5 separate regions of the Sus scrofa genome follow, and regions 1, 2, 3 and 4 are each linked to region 5. Evidence: chromatin contacts called from public Hi-C and targeted proximity ligation data. All regions are on one chromosome and are shown on one strand. The core of a region is the stretch at or near the end of the contact, and the rest is flanking DNA. Distances in the headings are between cores, read along the strand shown.

Evidence for each region. A called contact is a pair of places that touch in the nucleus more often than the background predicts.
Region 1: a contact with region 5 is called in a targeted proximity ligation map of alveolar macrophages. A contact is called at or near these places in 3 of 47 Hi-C or Micro-C datasets (embryonic fibroblasts, retroperitoneal adipose tissue and subcutaneous adipose tissue) and 1 of 2 datasets of targeted methods (alveolar macrophages).
Region 2: a contact with region 5 is called in a Hi-C map of embryonic fibroblasts, with 3 times the contacts expected there. A contact is called at or near these places in 3 of 5 promoter capture datasets (fetal skeletal muscle and liver), 11 of 47 Hi-C or Micro-C datasets (alveolar macrophages, embryonic fibroblasts, liver and 6 more) and 2 of 2 datasets of targeted methods (alveolar macrophages and skeletal muscle).
Region 3: a contact with region 5 is called in a Hi-C map of embryonic fibroblasts, with 2.9 times the contacts expected there.
Region 4: a Hi-C map of embryonic fibroblasts shows a contact between it and region 5, with 1.9 times the contacts expected there. A contact is called at or near these places in 2 of 47 Hi-C or Micro-C datasets (embryonic fibroblasts and fibroblasts).

Annotation. Positions count from the first base shown.
Region 1 is chr3:110,788,110-110,790,809 of Sscrofa11.1, forward strand. No RefSeq gene overlaps it. Among named protein-coding and RNA genes, the nearest start is that of PLB1, 48 kb to the left of the region's middle.
Region 2 is chr3:110,844,722-110,847,421 of Sscrofa11.1, forward strand. No RefSeq gene overlaps it. Among named protein-coding and RNA genes, the nearest start is that of FOSL2, 3.2 kb to the left of the region's middle.
Region 3 is chr3:111,007,234-111,009,933 of Sscrofa11.1, forward strand. All of the region lies in intron 7 of BABAM2 (BRCA1-A complex subunit BRE), which reads right to left. Among named protein-coding and RNA genes, the nearest start is that of FOSL2, 170 kb to the left of the region's middle.
Region 4 is chr3:110,879,963-110,882,662 of Sscrofa11.1, forward strand. No RefSeq gene overlaps it. Among named protein-coding and RNA genes, the nearest start is that of FOSL2, 38 kb to the left of the region's middle.
Region 5 is chr3:111,270,575-111,273,274 of Sscrofa11.1, forward strand. The region is part of intron 3 of BABAM2 (BRCA1-A complex subunit BRE); the gene reads right to left. Among named protein-coding and RNA genes, the nearest start is that of BABAM2, 56 kb to the right of the region's middle.

The sequences.
Region 1 (2,700 bases), core at 37-2,536, 480 kb before region 5:
GCACCAGGGAGGCAGAACTGAGAAGACACTGGGAGCTGGTAGCAGGTGGCCTGGAAGGGAAGGAGTTCTAGGGCAGAGCCTAGGTGTGTGGTGGGGGGTGAGAGGGGGAGGCAGGGGAGATGTGACCAGAGAGAGGCCAGGGGGCACAGCACTGTTCAGAGGGAGTGGCAGGAGAGATGCCCCCCCCCGCCCCGCGGGGCGGGGGGAGAGCGGGGTGGGGTGGCCTGAGATAAGGGGTGTGGGAGGAGTGGGCTGGAGCCAGACGGAGGGAGGGGCAGGGAGTTTCAGGCAGAGGAAGGAGCATTGTGCTGGAAGGCACGGAGGTTGCGAGGTTGCGGGGTGGGTTGGGGGGGGCGGTTTGGGGAACTGTGAGTAGTTCCTGAGAGCGTGCAGGGGGAGGTGGCGAGAAATGAGATTGATGAGCTAAGGGCAGCTGATTCTGAAGGTGCTGCGATGCTCCTTTCAGGCAGTGAGGCCCCCCGGCAGGTGCAAATGGAGGAGCAAGGTCAGATCTCCCCCTTGGGAGAGGAGATAGACCCTTTGTCTGGAGCAGGCAAGTGACCCTGTGAGATGGTGACTGGCTAACTCAGGAGAGAGGCTGGCCCCAGAATGGAGCTCTTACGGGGGGGTCTGGCCTGCGCTGGGGTTTTCGTCATGCATCACCCCAAGCCGCCCTCCAGGGATCATTGGAGGTAGACCGGATTTCCATGGGGAGCAGGTGAAAAGGCTGAGACGTGTTCAGCCCTGGACCTTGCCCGTGCCCCTCAGCCAGCAAGTGGCAGAGCCCAATCAGAAGCCAGACCATCTGAGCTCTTAGGCGCTTCCAGACCCGGCCACCATGAGGCCTCCCCAGGACCTCCTGCTTGAACTCATTTCCCATGATTTTCTTACAGCTCCACCCCAGCCACGACCAGTTTCCTGGGATGCCCTTAAAAACAGCCAGGCTTCGAAGTGCTGTGCACCACCCCGCCTCCACCTTCTCAAACCCATGCCCAGTCCTATTCCATCACAAGACCAGGAGCCTCGGTCCCCCCCGCCCCCGCCAAGCCAGGGGCTGGGGGCTCCTAGCTGTGTGGACCCCCATACTCTCTCCCTGTCCCAGTCCTCCGCATCTCCTGGAAGCTACTGTGACTCCCTCCTGTGGGCACTGGAGCCAAGTCATCCTCCAGGCCACAGCCCGCCAGGATGACGAGGGCTCCCAGGAGGGACCCTCACCCCAGAAGTCCCTTTTTCAAACAGGAGACTGGGATGAGAGCCACGAGGATGGCCTGGCATGACAACAGCAGTATCGGGCCTCGTCCAGGTTCCTGGTGGCTCCTGTGCTGCGCAGGAGGAAGGAAAGACCTTCTCCACCTGGCTTAGGGAGCCAACACGGCCGAGATTTCCTGGCGATAAATTCCCAAACATATTTTTGTTTCTCCCTCTAACATTTAACCTTGGGTATATTTCAAGGGAAACGCTACTCTGTCTGCTTCTGATTCATACCCACTGAGCTCATCAAAACCAGAATTATTTGGTAATCGCTGTTGGGTTTACTGGATGCCCTCTGGGATCTGTAAAAAAAATCTCTGTTCCTCAGAAACAGGAAGTTTCAACAGGAGGACAGAGGCTTGGTTGCAAAAATCAAAATTTGAATTCTCCCTGCGTATTGGAGAGGCATTTCCTTCCTCCCGCCCGTCAACAAACATGGAGTGCGCGTCTCCTGTGTGCAGGGGCTAAGAACACAGGACTTTTTAAAGGGCCTCGGAACTCATTTGCTAACAAAGTGATTTAAGTAAAAATTTGTTTTCTCACAGTTCTGGAGGCAGAAAGTCCAAGATCAAGGGGTCTGCAGGGCTGGTTTCTTCTGAAGCCCCTCTCTTGGGCTGGCAGGTGGCAGCTTCTCCCTGTGTCTTCACATAGTCAGCCCCCTGTGTGTGTCAGTGTCCTGATCTCCTCTTCTTATCAGGACACCAGGCACACCGGATCAGGGCCCACCTGTGTGATCTCATTTTAACTCAGTTACCTCTGTAAAGACCCCATCTGCCCATACAATCGCATGAGGACTTCAACCCGTGAGTGTGGGGGGAGCACAATTCAGCTGATAAGAGGCTCTGTTCTCATGAAGTCATTCACCCCTGACAATGGCTTTCTCTTTGATTTCCATCTGAGATTAGCCCCTGAGATGATTTAGGACACACATCCTGTGCTGTGAGACGGAGGCCGGTCGATGCCATGCATTCGGTACGGAGCTGTCAGATCTGGATTCAAAGTTTGCCTCCTTCACTTCCTCGCTGGGCGAGGTAGCCCAAGTTACATCAGCTCTGAAGCTTGCGTTTCTCACGGTTGTCATGGAGATCATGCTACCCTTCTCACGGGGAGCTTTCGAGAAGATTCGAAAAGATGCAACACGTAAAACACACCACAGTGTCCGGGAACGTCGCAGACGCTCACAAAGTGGGACTTCCTTTGCCAGGTGTATTTCCTGCAGGGGTTCCTCTTCCAAGAAGTGAGGAAGCGTTCTAGCCATTGTCTCGGGAGGAATGTGCCAGCAAGCGTCAGAAACTCTGGCTCAGGGTTAAGATGCTCGATTCCGCAGCCAGTCCAGCTGAAAGGCCTGACTGCTGTCCTTGGCCCCTCAGGCTTGAGCCAGAAGGACCCTTCCTTCGTCACCTCTCACAGTCTGGGCCAGCCGGGTCCCCAACTTTCCATCGACAGGGG
Region 2 (2,700 bases), core at 145-2,644, 430 kb before region 5:
CCTGACTCCTACGTTCTCCCACCTCGCTGGGCGGGGTGGAGCGAGGTGCGGGGTAAAGAGCACAGGCCTTGGAGTACCAACGCCAGGCTGTACTATTTACGAGCTGTGAGACTTTGGGCGAGTCCCTAACTTCTCTGGGCTTCAGCTTCTTCCCATAAAATGAAGGAGTACAATCCATGACCTTCTAAGGCCCTTGTCAGCTCTGGCACGTCAATCCTTCTGCAGAGATGATCCGGAGAAGCACTGTACCGGGAGTCAGGGAAATTGAGTTCTGGTGCAGGATCTGCCCGGGTCTCAGCTTACCCAGCTCTTAAGTGGCGCCATCTATATCCCCACGGGGTCCTCGAGAGGACCCAGCGGGAGGATGTGAGGGCTGTGAAGCTCTGTGCACTCTTAACACATCAGTTTCAGTCCTCAGTTTCCATATCTGTAAAGTGGGGGTGTTGCTAGGAAAGAAAAATAGAGCCGGGAACTCATAGCTTTCCCGGGGCTCTATATAAAGCGCTGTCGTTTCCGGGACGACTGGCGGCATCTGCCCGCCCCAATGGCCCCAAGATACGGTAATCCCAAACAATACTCGGGGTCATTGTTTACAACTATAAAACACATTCTGTACTGAGCTCCATCCCCAAGGACGCGCAGAGAGGCGAGGCTGGCCAGGCTCCTCGCACCTCCGCCACCGCCTGCAGGGCAGAGTCCCCAACTCCCCCCGCCAGGGTGAGAGGTGTGCGGCAGACGGCTGCGCCCACCCGACGGGGGGGGGGTGTGTTGTCGTGGGGGGGGGGTTGTTTTTCGGCTTTTTTTTTTTTTTTTTTTTTAATCCTGCGTTCTGCCTGCCAGGGTGTGTTTACGCGCCTCTCCCAGCAGGACTGAGTAAATGCAGTCCTTTGACGCAAAACCGTTCAGCCCTTTTCCCAACGGCAGCAGCAAAACCCAGAAAACTGGGGGTGGGGACGGAGTCAAGGGGAGTGCAAGAGAAGAAATCGTGACACTTACTCTCCTCTCCATCCCCTCCCGCTCCGTACAGTACCCGGCCACCTTAGTGAGCTCTTGGCAGGGGGTGTGGAGGGAGGCGCGGCCGGGGTGTCCAGGGCCCTTCTGGGAGCAGCCGCGTGTCGAAGCTGTGTGAACAGACCGCACTCTTAGTTTTTCTTTAAGCTGCAGCGGCTGCCCAGCCCTCCCCCACCCCGCACATGAAAATCCGGGTGCTTCTGGGTCTCTCCCACACAATCCTTCCAGTAATTCGGGGAGGGGGGGGGAGAGGGAGGGGGAAAGGGAGCGAGAGCTTCCTTCGTGGCCTCCGCCGTCCTCGGCGCGCCCAGGCCGGGGCAGGCGCCGCCGGGAGCGCGCGGGCGGGCGAGCGCACCCTCGCGCCCTCTCCCGCCCCCGCCCTGCCTGCTCCCCAGCCCTTTCCTTTCTTGTGGGTTCCCGTAAAGCCCGGCAGCCCTGAGACGTCTGCAGAGCATCACGGAATCTGTGCTGATGCAAGTCGCTAGCCTTCCTTGGCTGCGCCCCGGCCTGCCTCGGAGCGCTTTGATCCCGGCCTTCCCCAGCTCCAGAACTTGTGTTGGCTCCCTCTGCCCGCCGGGAGGCCTGCGTTCTGCATCCTGCCGTCACCTTTCGGTCCTGGAGCGCCAGACACGCAGAGCTGCTGTGGGGACTGAGCTGGTCCAGCTGGCGCCTGGGCCTCACGGAGAATGCCAAACCGAGAATTTCGCCTGCAAGCCCAGTTCATTGCCCCCTCCGTGGGGAATCATTCCAGGATCACCCAGTTAAAGGATCCTCTGACTCCCTGCAATAACATACTAAGCATGGGAGCCAACCTTTATTGAGCGCTTCACAAGAGTCAAGCACAGGAGCTGAATGCTTTACAGGATTGATTGTGTCATGCAATCCTTGCAGCAAACGTTTGGGGTGGATAGTATTCCCTGATTGCAGATCAAGAAGGTGGCATTAAGTAATTTGCCCAGGAGAATTAGAGGGGCAGTGCAGTTGGAAGTGCAGCAGGGCCTCTGTGACATCAGGCCCTTCCTCTAACCCAGGATGTGCTCGACCTGCCTCCTACTGGAATGTCTTTGCTTCTTTCTTCCTGGTCTCCCGAAAGCATGGACTTTATCAGGGGCATGACTTTATCCTACCCTTAGAGGCGCTCCTTAAATCTCCACCCAGCACTGTCACTGGGGCAAGTGCAGTTCATGTCAAGAGAGGGAAGAGCAGGCAGTAGGTAAGCTGCTAAGAGGTAGCTTGGGCTGGCTTCTCATGGCCCCTCTGGGTCTTGGACCTCCCGGCACTGAAGTTAGGAGTCTTTTCCTCTGTCTCTCCTGCCCCATGTTAGGTCCCTGACTTGACTCCCAGAGTGGCTGCCTGCCCTGGGCTGCACTGGCCGCCACCCCCGATTGCTGGATAGTCCATGCAGCCCTTTCGCATACATGGCCTCGTTTCATCCTCACACAACAGCCCTGCCAGGGATGTGACGACAATCAGGGTGACTCTGGATTACCAAGGAGGAGGCTGAGGACCAGAGGAGATCGGCAGCCTTCTCAAGATTTCCCAACCTGTGGCTGCCAGAGCCTGAGCTCAAAGCCATCTCACCTGACTTGACCCCCAGTGCTCTGCCTGTTACCCAGGCGCCCGGCCTGGGCAGGTCAGAAGCACACCCCATGGCTTAATGATCAAGGGTCCTCTCTTCTTCATCAAGCC
Region 3 (2,700 bases), core at 183-2,682, 260 kb before region 5:
TCATCTAGATTCTCACCCCTGCGGATAAGCTGGGGCTGCTCCACCTCAGAGCACTGACTCAGCTCTTCTGCTGTTCCTCTGTCTGCAGCTCTCTTCCCAGGCATCTGCAGGGCTTGCTTTTTTTTTTTTTTTTTTCCGGTCTTTTGTCTTTTTAGGGCCTCACCCGTGGCGTATGGAGGTTCCCGGGCTAGGAGTCTAATTGGAGCTGTAGCCACTGGCCACAGCCACAGCCACAGCAACTCGGGGATCCGAGCCATGTCTGCAACCTACACCACAGCTCATGGCAACGCTGGATCCTCAACCCACTGAGCAAGGCCAGGGATCGAACCCGCAACCTCATGGTTCCTAGTCGGATTCGTTAACCACTGAGCCACAATGGGAACTCCAGGGCTCACTTCTTCATCTGCTTCAGGTCTTCCTCAAATACCACCTTCTCAGGAAGGCCTCCTCAACAACCTATTTACAATAACCCGCCTCCTTTCCCAGTAGCCCCGCCTCTTTGTTTTACTTTTTTACGGCCTGTTATCTCCACATAACATCCAGCATATTGTATTTGTTTATTGTCTTCCTCTACCCCCCTCATCACCCTTTACGAGATTCTAAACTCCTCCAGAATGGGGAGTTCTGTCCGTTCTGTTTACTGCTAGAACACCACAAATAAGAACAAGGCCAAGTTCATCAATAGGCACTCGATACATATTTGTGGTATTAAAGCTGAATGGATAAATAAAATACGAGAGTCAAATTTCCAAAATGCACATTAGCAGTCAGTAAATGTATCTTTTCTGAAGCAGTCACTATGAAAAAGAAGGTTTTCAGGCTCTAGGACAAGGTCTGGCAAACTTTTGCAGTAATGGCCCAGGCAGTCAATATTGTTCTTGTGCAGCCGTAAGGTTTCAGTGGAAACGCCTCCGCTCTGATGCCGCAGCAGGAAAGCAGCCATAGACAATATGTACATGAGAATGCACGGCTGTGTTCCCATAAAATGTTATTTATGGACGCTGAAGTGAATTTCACATAATTTTTACAAGTCACAGATTATTAGGCTTTAAATGTTTTCCTAATCATTTAAAAATTGTAAAGAATATCATTCTTAGCTCACAGACTATACAGAGCAGGCTGCAGGCTGGATCCGGCCAGTGGGCTGTAGTTTACCGACTCTTGATCTAGGATTAGAGGATCACTTGACAGTTCCCCAGAGGCTGGAAGGTAGGAAAAATATTCAGGAAGAAACAAAAGCCAAAAGACCCAGATTAGATTAACCAAAATGAAAAGCAGGCCCTTTGGTCAACCCTCTTAGCAACTCCATTTGATCAGCAGGTAAAGCACAAAAATCAGCCTTTTCCAGGCCAAAGGGTGGGGTGAACGACTAGGCAGCTCGTGGACTGTGGGAGTTCTCAGAATGATATTGGATTAGAGCTGTGCAAGAGCGAGCTATTTATACGATTTCAAATGACGCTTGAGGCATATTCTGGTGCTTTTACTTCTATGCTAGGTGAAAATGCTGCCTACAAAAGCCTTCCTCCCACCCAAAATACTAGCTGTTCGTTGGTGACTGAACCTCAGAAATATTAAGATGAATCATATCTGCTCTTTTCACAGTGCAAGAAGAGATAATTTTAAAACTCAGAAAATGTCTCAAACCACACAATAGAAAAGCTGCCCAGCCTGAATGTTGTAAATAAATAAGAGCCCAGTCCTACATGGACACCTTCCTCGCTTAGATTCCAAGGCAGTGTCCTAGGACCTGACTCCAGGTCGGCTGGTGTTAAAAACGTGTCGGTTCTGAGCATCTGAGGATGGAAGGCAGCCTCTGCTGCCCAGCCCTCTTCCCCGGGGCCCTCCCAGGTTAGCTCTGCTGTGCCTGGTAGCCCACAGCACTCAGCCTGGACTTTCTCAAGCTGCTCTTCTTCTCACCTGCAGGCAGCTCGCGGCGCCCCATTTACCGCGCTGGGCCTGGGCTGGCCTGAAAGGCGCCAGCGGACGGCCGCTCAGTCTTTCCCCAGGCCCAGGACAAGGACACCATGCGTTCTGCTTCCCGCTGCTCTGCTCGGAGAGGCAGGTATTTTTGCTTTGATCCCTAAGCCCTGTTTTCTTTCTCTTATTACTAAACAGTTCCCTCCCCATCTCCCTGCCCCCCCACCCCGCTCTCTTTTTTTTTTTTTTTTTTGCAACTTCATCATTTTTCCACATTGCACTGGTTGGCACAGGCGAAGGAGGGAACCACATCAAATAAAGGAATGTAACCACAAAAGCTGCCTTGAGAAGCAAGGCCCCAGATTCTTTTTTTTTTTTTTTTTTTTTTTTTTTGGGCCAATTTACTGTTTGGGGACTTGTTCTCCCATAATCAAATCCTCCCTATCGTGTTAACGATGTGGTGCTGTGTCAATACATTGGAATTCTGCTTCAATCAGCAACCCGGAGCTTAATAGGAAAATGAAGCAACAAAATGTTGGTCTTACTGTTAACCTTAGGCGAGGCCTGTACTTAGGACGGGGATGTTGGCTTCTTGATGGTATGCGGGCCAACCCTTCCAAGTTTTCTGAGAGCTCGGGGTTGTCGGCAGAGGTCTAAAGCCCTGTTTAGGCGTGCTTCTGCCGTTACAGAGGGGCAAGCACTCCAAGCGCCACTGACGGAAGCCCCGAGCACCCCAACTTTTAGCAAGCCGGAGAAGGTTCACGTTCAATTCAAGTGCAGACA
Region 4 (2,700 bases), core at 174-2,673, 390 kb before region 5:
GGGTCCTCGTCCCAGCGCTCCAAGAACTCTGACCTGAGGCAGGACCCACGTTCCAGAAAGATGTATACTGAGCGTGCAGAGTGGTGGGGGGTAGGGGGAGAGCCAGGGCCCCATGAAGGGGCCACGTGAGGCAAAGGGCCCCCTCCAGAGGGCACCAGCCTGAGTCAAGGTTCCTGGTGTATGAGTGAGGGCAGCACATGGTTCCATCAGGACAGCGCCTTGGGCCTGGGAAGGGGGTGCCTTTGGAAAGAGAGATCAAGGCCTGAGTGGGCAAAGCAGGTGCTGGGGGATGGCCCCGACCCTGGTCTCAGAAGATTGCATCCTCAGGGTCAATGGCCAGTCCCGGCGGGGGCGTCTCCGGTGCTGGGCCACCCTTTCCTGCTCTGTGTCAACCTCCCGCCTCACTCCCTGTGGCCAGGATGTCCTCCCAGGTCAGCTGCAGGGCCTAAGCCATCCCGAGAGGAAAGCCTGGCAGCTCGCAGATGGGTGGGTGTGTGGGCTGAGCTGGAGATCTGGACCACAATCCGAGCTGATAGAGCCCACGTGGGTGGTCTCTGGGAGAGCCTGGGAGGAAACCAGGCCGGGCGCCTCCGTCCTTAGCCTGGGCTCCCAGAGCCCAGTTGGAACAGGCGCATCCGTGCTGCAGCTTGGCTGGCTGCAGGGCCTCCAGATGCTTCAGATACCAGAGTCACCACTGGTCATCAGGAGTTGCTCCCAAGCGGCCACAGCGCCTGCACCCCTCCCCGCTGACTCTGCCTGCAGTCCTGGTGGGGTGCGGGTGGGAGAACTTTCCTGAACTCAGGGGCTGTGGGGGGTGGGGTCCATCCCAGAGCCAGGGCCCTGGGCAGCTCCTCTCTGCCCCCTGCCCTCGGCCACCCTCTTCTCTCATCATTCCGCCCTCCCTCCCTCCATCACTGGGAGTCTTGGTCCTTGGGGCCCTGGAGCAGGCAGAACCCTGAGCTGGTCTGCTGGACCCAAGGGTGACTGGGAGGTGGGGGAGGGGCAGAGCCAAGGGCAGTGAGCCCTGAGCAAAGGCGCTGGGATGGCGTCTGAGCCCAGCTCCCCCTGGCTCACGCTGCTGGCAGGAGGCCCAGGCTCAGAGCCGGCCCCACAGGCTGATGCGTGACTGAGAAACGGCCTCCTGGGCCCTGTTCTGGGTGGGAGGGGCCTGGGAAAGTCAAGTTGCTGGGCCTTCCCGGCCCTGTAAGGCCAGCCCAGGCTGTGTGTGGCAGCTCGGGAAGCACAGAAAAGCTGTTTTCTTCATTAAGCATCTGGGTGGGGACTGAAGGAATCAGCAGGAAAGCTTTTCCAATCATCCAGACTTGGTTAGGCAGCCGGGCCCCCGAGGGGGAGCAGGTTTGCCTCCTTTGGTCCTTAGAAGGCTGCTCACTCTCTCCCTCCTGCCGTGGTAATTAGTCGGGGCCTCTCTGGAGGGTGAGTGGCATTTTTCCATACTGTCCTGCAGTCCAGCTGTGGCCTCTGGCTCTGGAACCCAGGAGGGGCAAAGTCCCCAGGCTGAAATTGCTCCTCTCACAGTGGGCTGGGTGAGGCCCACCTAGAGGCCAAGCCTGAGTGACACAGGGGCCAGAGATGTGGCTACCACAGGCCCTCAGGCAGTGGTAATGTACAATGGCTGCTGTGGCCACAATGACCTCTGCAGGTGGCCAGGACAGTGAGGGGCAGCTGTCAATGACCAGCCCTTGATGTCTCTGGAAGCCATCAGCCCCCCATCTCTGGGTACCACTCCCTGCTTTAATTTTGGAGGTAGGATAAGAAGGGCCAGTGACTGGCTGGATGAGGGGATTAGAGAGAGTGGGGGGTGTCTCCTGGGCAACGTGGGGAGCCATCCTCTGAGCCAGAGGCCCAAGGCCCCTCCGGGCCTGTGCTCTCACCTCCTACCTGCAGAGGCTCCCACGTCCCCTCCACTTCCAAGGTGGGATGAGTGAGGTCACGTCTGCCTGGCTCTAATCAGTCTGTGGGGTCAGTGCTCTAGAAACTCACACCTTCCTCTCTCTACTGACACCTTGAATCATGAAAACGTCCAAATATGCGCAAGAGGAAAAAGGATCCCCAGTGAGCCCACCCCTCGGCCTCAGCATCGCTAACAATTTTCTAAACTCTTTCACTTTCCCACTTTAAAAAAACTACTTGAAAACCATCCTAGACATCATGCGAGTATACCCATAAAGGTTTCAGGTTTTATCTCCAACAGACTGAGCTTGTTTGTTTGATGTAGTCCCAATCCTACGTCTTAGCCATTGTTGATAAAGTTAACGATGCTTTCTTTTTAAAATATTTTTTTAAATTACAGTTGGTTTGCACTGTTCTGTCAATTTCTGCTGTACAGCAAAATGACCCAGTTATACATATATCTACATTCTTTTTCTCACATTATCCTCCGTCATGTTCCATTGCAAGTGATGGATATAGTTCCCTGTGCTATGCAGCAGGATCTCATTGCTTATCTACTCCAAATGCAATAGTTTGCATCTATTAACCCTAAACTCCCAGTCCATCCCACTCCGTCCCCCTGCCCCCTTGGCAACCACCGGTCTGCACCCCATGTCCATGAGTTTATGTCTTTTCTGTAGATGGGTTCATCTGTGCCATATTTTATTTTATTTTAATTTTTTATATATTTTTTATTTTTATTTTTTGGTCTTTTTAGGGCCTCACCATGGCATATGGAGGTTCCCAGGC
Region 5 (2,700 bases), core at 2-2,501:
ATAAACAGACAATTCCTGATCAGCTACTATGCGGGTCACACAGACCTCGGGGATCACAGGGCCTCTGCCTCTAGGGTTGAACATAGGTTTATTTCCAGGACTACAGATTTGACTGCATAGAAACAATCTGGATAACAAGGTCTCCTCTGTCTTGAAATCCAAGTCTCTTTCTTCATGCTGTCCTTAGTGGGTCACCAGGATGTGGGCTGTTTCCATGATGACATGGCCTGATGTCCATAAATCTGACATAAAATCCGCCTTCAGAAAGTTCGCTTTTTTTTTTTTTTTTTTTTTTTTTTCATCTTAAGAACCAGGACACAAAAGAAACCAAGAGCTACGCTAATGATGTTGAACCCTACGGATGAAAAAGAAAGATGCAAAGAAGAAGAGTCAGAAGTAGAAATGAAATGATGTGCCAGACAGACGGTCCCAGGTACCATTCGCAGGAACTCACACATGGGTTTGCATTCTCTTTAGCAACAGGTTTTCCTCGTACATGAACTGGGCTAAAGGTAACTCCTATTCTACAGGAATACAATCAGGTTGCCAAAATGTGACCTCTGAGTCATAAAGAAGGAAGAAAACCGTTCTTTTCTAAATCCCACGACATAGTTCACCCACTCTGGATGACAAATTACAACAACTAAAGGGCTAATTATCTTTAAAAAGTGAAGAAATGTGCTTGATTTATCTCTGGGTTCCAAAGAGTGAAAACCCAAGGCAAAACCTGAAGGTATATCCGAGGTGAACAGTCTTAATGGATGCTCGTAACAGGAATTTAAAATTCCCGCCATCAAGGGAAAGAAACCTGGAGACCTGACTCTGAAGACTTAAGCACGATGTCCTTTGCAACAGGGGAAAAACTTCCACCGATGCATGTACCTGTGTTAGGGGAAAACCAGCCACGGTTCATAAATCATGTCAAAGATCACTGCAGTTTTTGCCCTAGACCAACCCAATGGCAAGGGTCGTTTCAAAGCGCACCCAGCACTTTCGGAACTTGCCGAAGTTTGAAGATTTTTGTTCTTTCAAAGGAAGACAGCAAGGATGAATAACAATGGTGTACTTCCTGGCCATAGGAAGAGGGAGACAGGAGCTCTCCAGCTGCGCTTCCTAGAGAAGTCTGCCAGCTGCCTTCTGCAAACTGAGATCAAAATTGCCAAGAATTTACAGGACAGCAGTTATGATAGATGACCTAAAATACTGATCTGTTGCAAAGAGGATGTAGTGCAAACCACACAGGAACCGACAGGAAATCAGCCCTTGGGCTGGCACTTACACATTTGAGAAGGCTAAGAATCCTGGACCTTTGACAGTCAAATTTCATCATCTTCCTCTGTAGCTAGAGTTACCCTTCAGAGGGAAACAGTCAGAAGGATCGTACATGAAGCTTGTCGGTGCCAACTCGAATTTAACAACACTGCCCCCTGCTTGAATGTGCTTTCCTCACGTGTCAAAAGTCCACCCAAGGTCCTAGACGGCACTTACTTGACCAAACATCACATGTTTGCTGGCACGCACCTTTTTTTTCTCAGCCGTGAGCCCACTGAATGCCATAAATGATTCACAGGCTGTGATGATGGTAAGAAGAAAAACTAATATTTGGAGTTCACCAAATAATGAGTCATACTCCTGGAAGAAAAGAAATCCTTGTAATTGGCAGCCCTATAAGGCGAAATTTTAAAAATTGTTTTTAACATTAATATTCATTCCATAAAAGTTGGCAAAAAGAAAGCAATGGGGAAGCATGTGATATCTGGTTTGCTTATGCCTTATAAAAGTCCAGTTCACGCTCCAAGAAAAAGAGTGAGTAGGATATCTTTTACCTATTCCTAGACTTGCCTTCTGGATTCACTGCTGCCAAGTCACTCATGCTCCCACACAACACTTTCCCTACTAATGCTGACCCTTAAAAATCAAAAGGGAGCTGTGCCTTCTTGGCACCCAAATGCCAAAATGGAATCTTTTAGTATTTCACCTTCATAAAGGGAATGTTTGAAAACAGGCCCCTTTGGCTGTGACATCAGTGAGTTACTGAGGCCTCCAAGGGCCGGAGGAAACGTTCCCAGCCCCTCGCCGTGCTGTCGTACTCCTACGGAGCAATCTGGCAATGGCCAGGGACCAAGTCTTTAAAGCTGTTTTATGGTATTTAACATATGGTCATAAATTGCTCAGTGCTCTAAAGAGGGGCTAAATTTGCCACCCCTATTGATGAGAAATGTTCTTATTTATTTAAATTTAGTGGCAAACTGGCACGTCTCCAGAGGGAGAGGTTTGGGCGTCAGTACAAAGGAAGAACTAACTAGAGATGGAGCTGGAACTTTTCGATACGCTGAAGGCAACCACATCAACGGAGGTTGACAGCACCGCTGTCCAACAGGGTTGGCCATACAGGACGACGATAATAGGAAAAGAGTCTAATTTCTAAGGCCCCAGGAGGAAGGGAAACATACATTTTATTCGGACCGTGTGAACATTTTTTTTTTTTTTAGTTCCTTTCTCTTTCTCTTCAAGGTAACTCTCTCCTCCCTTGTCCCTCTTGATCTTCCCCACAAGTGAGAGGTATCTGGTCTTCCTCTGAAACCTCGTATCTATAAAACTCCCTGGAACTTCCTGAATCCTGGAGCATTCATCCTCCTATTTTGCCATATTTTTTGTTAATTTGTTTTTTTGTTTTTTGGGTTTTTTTAAATGGCTCTA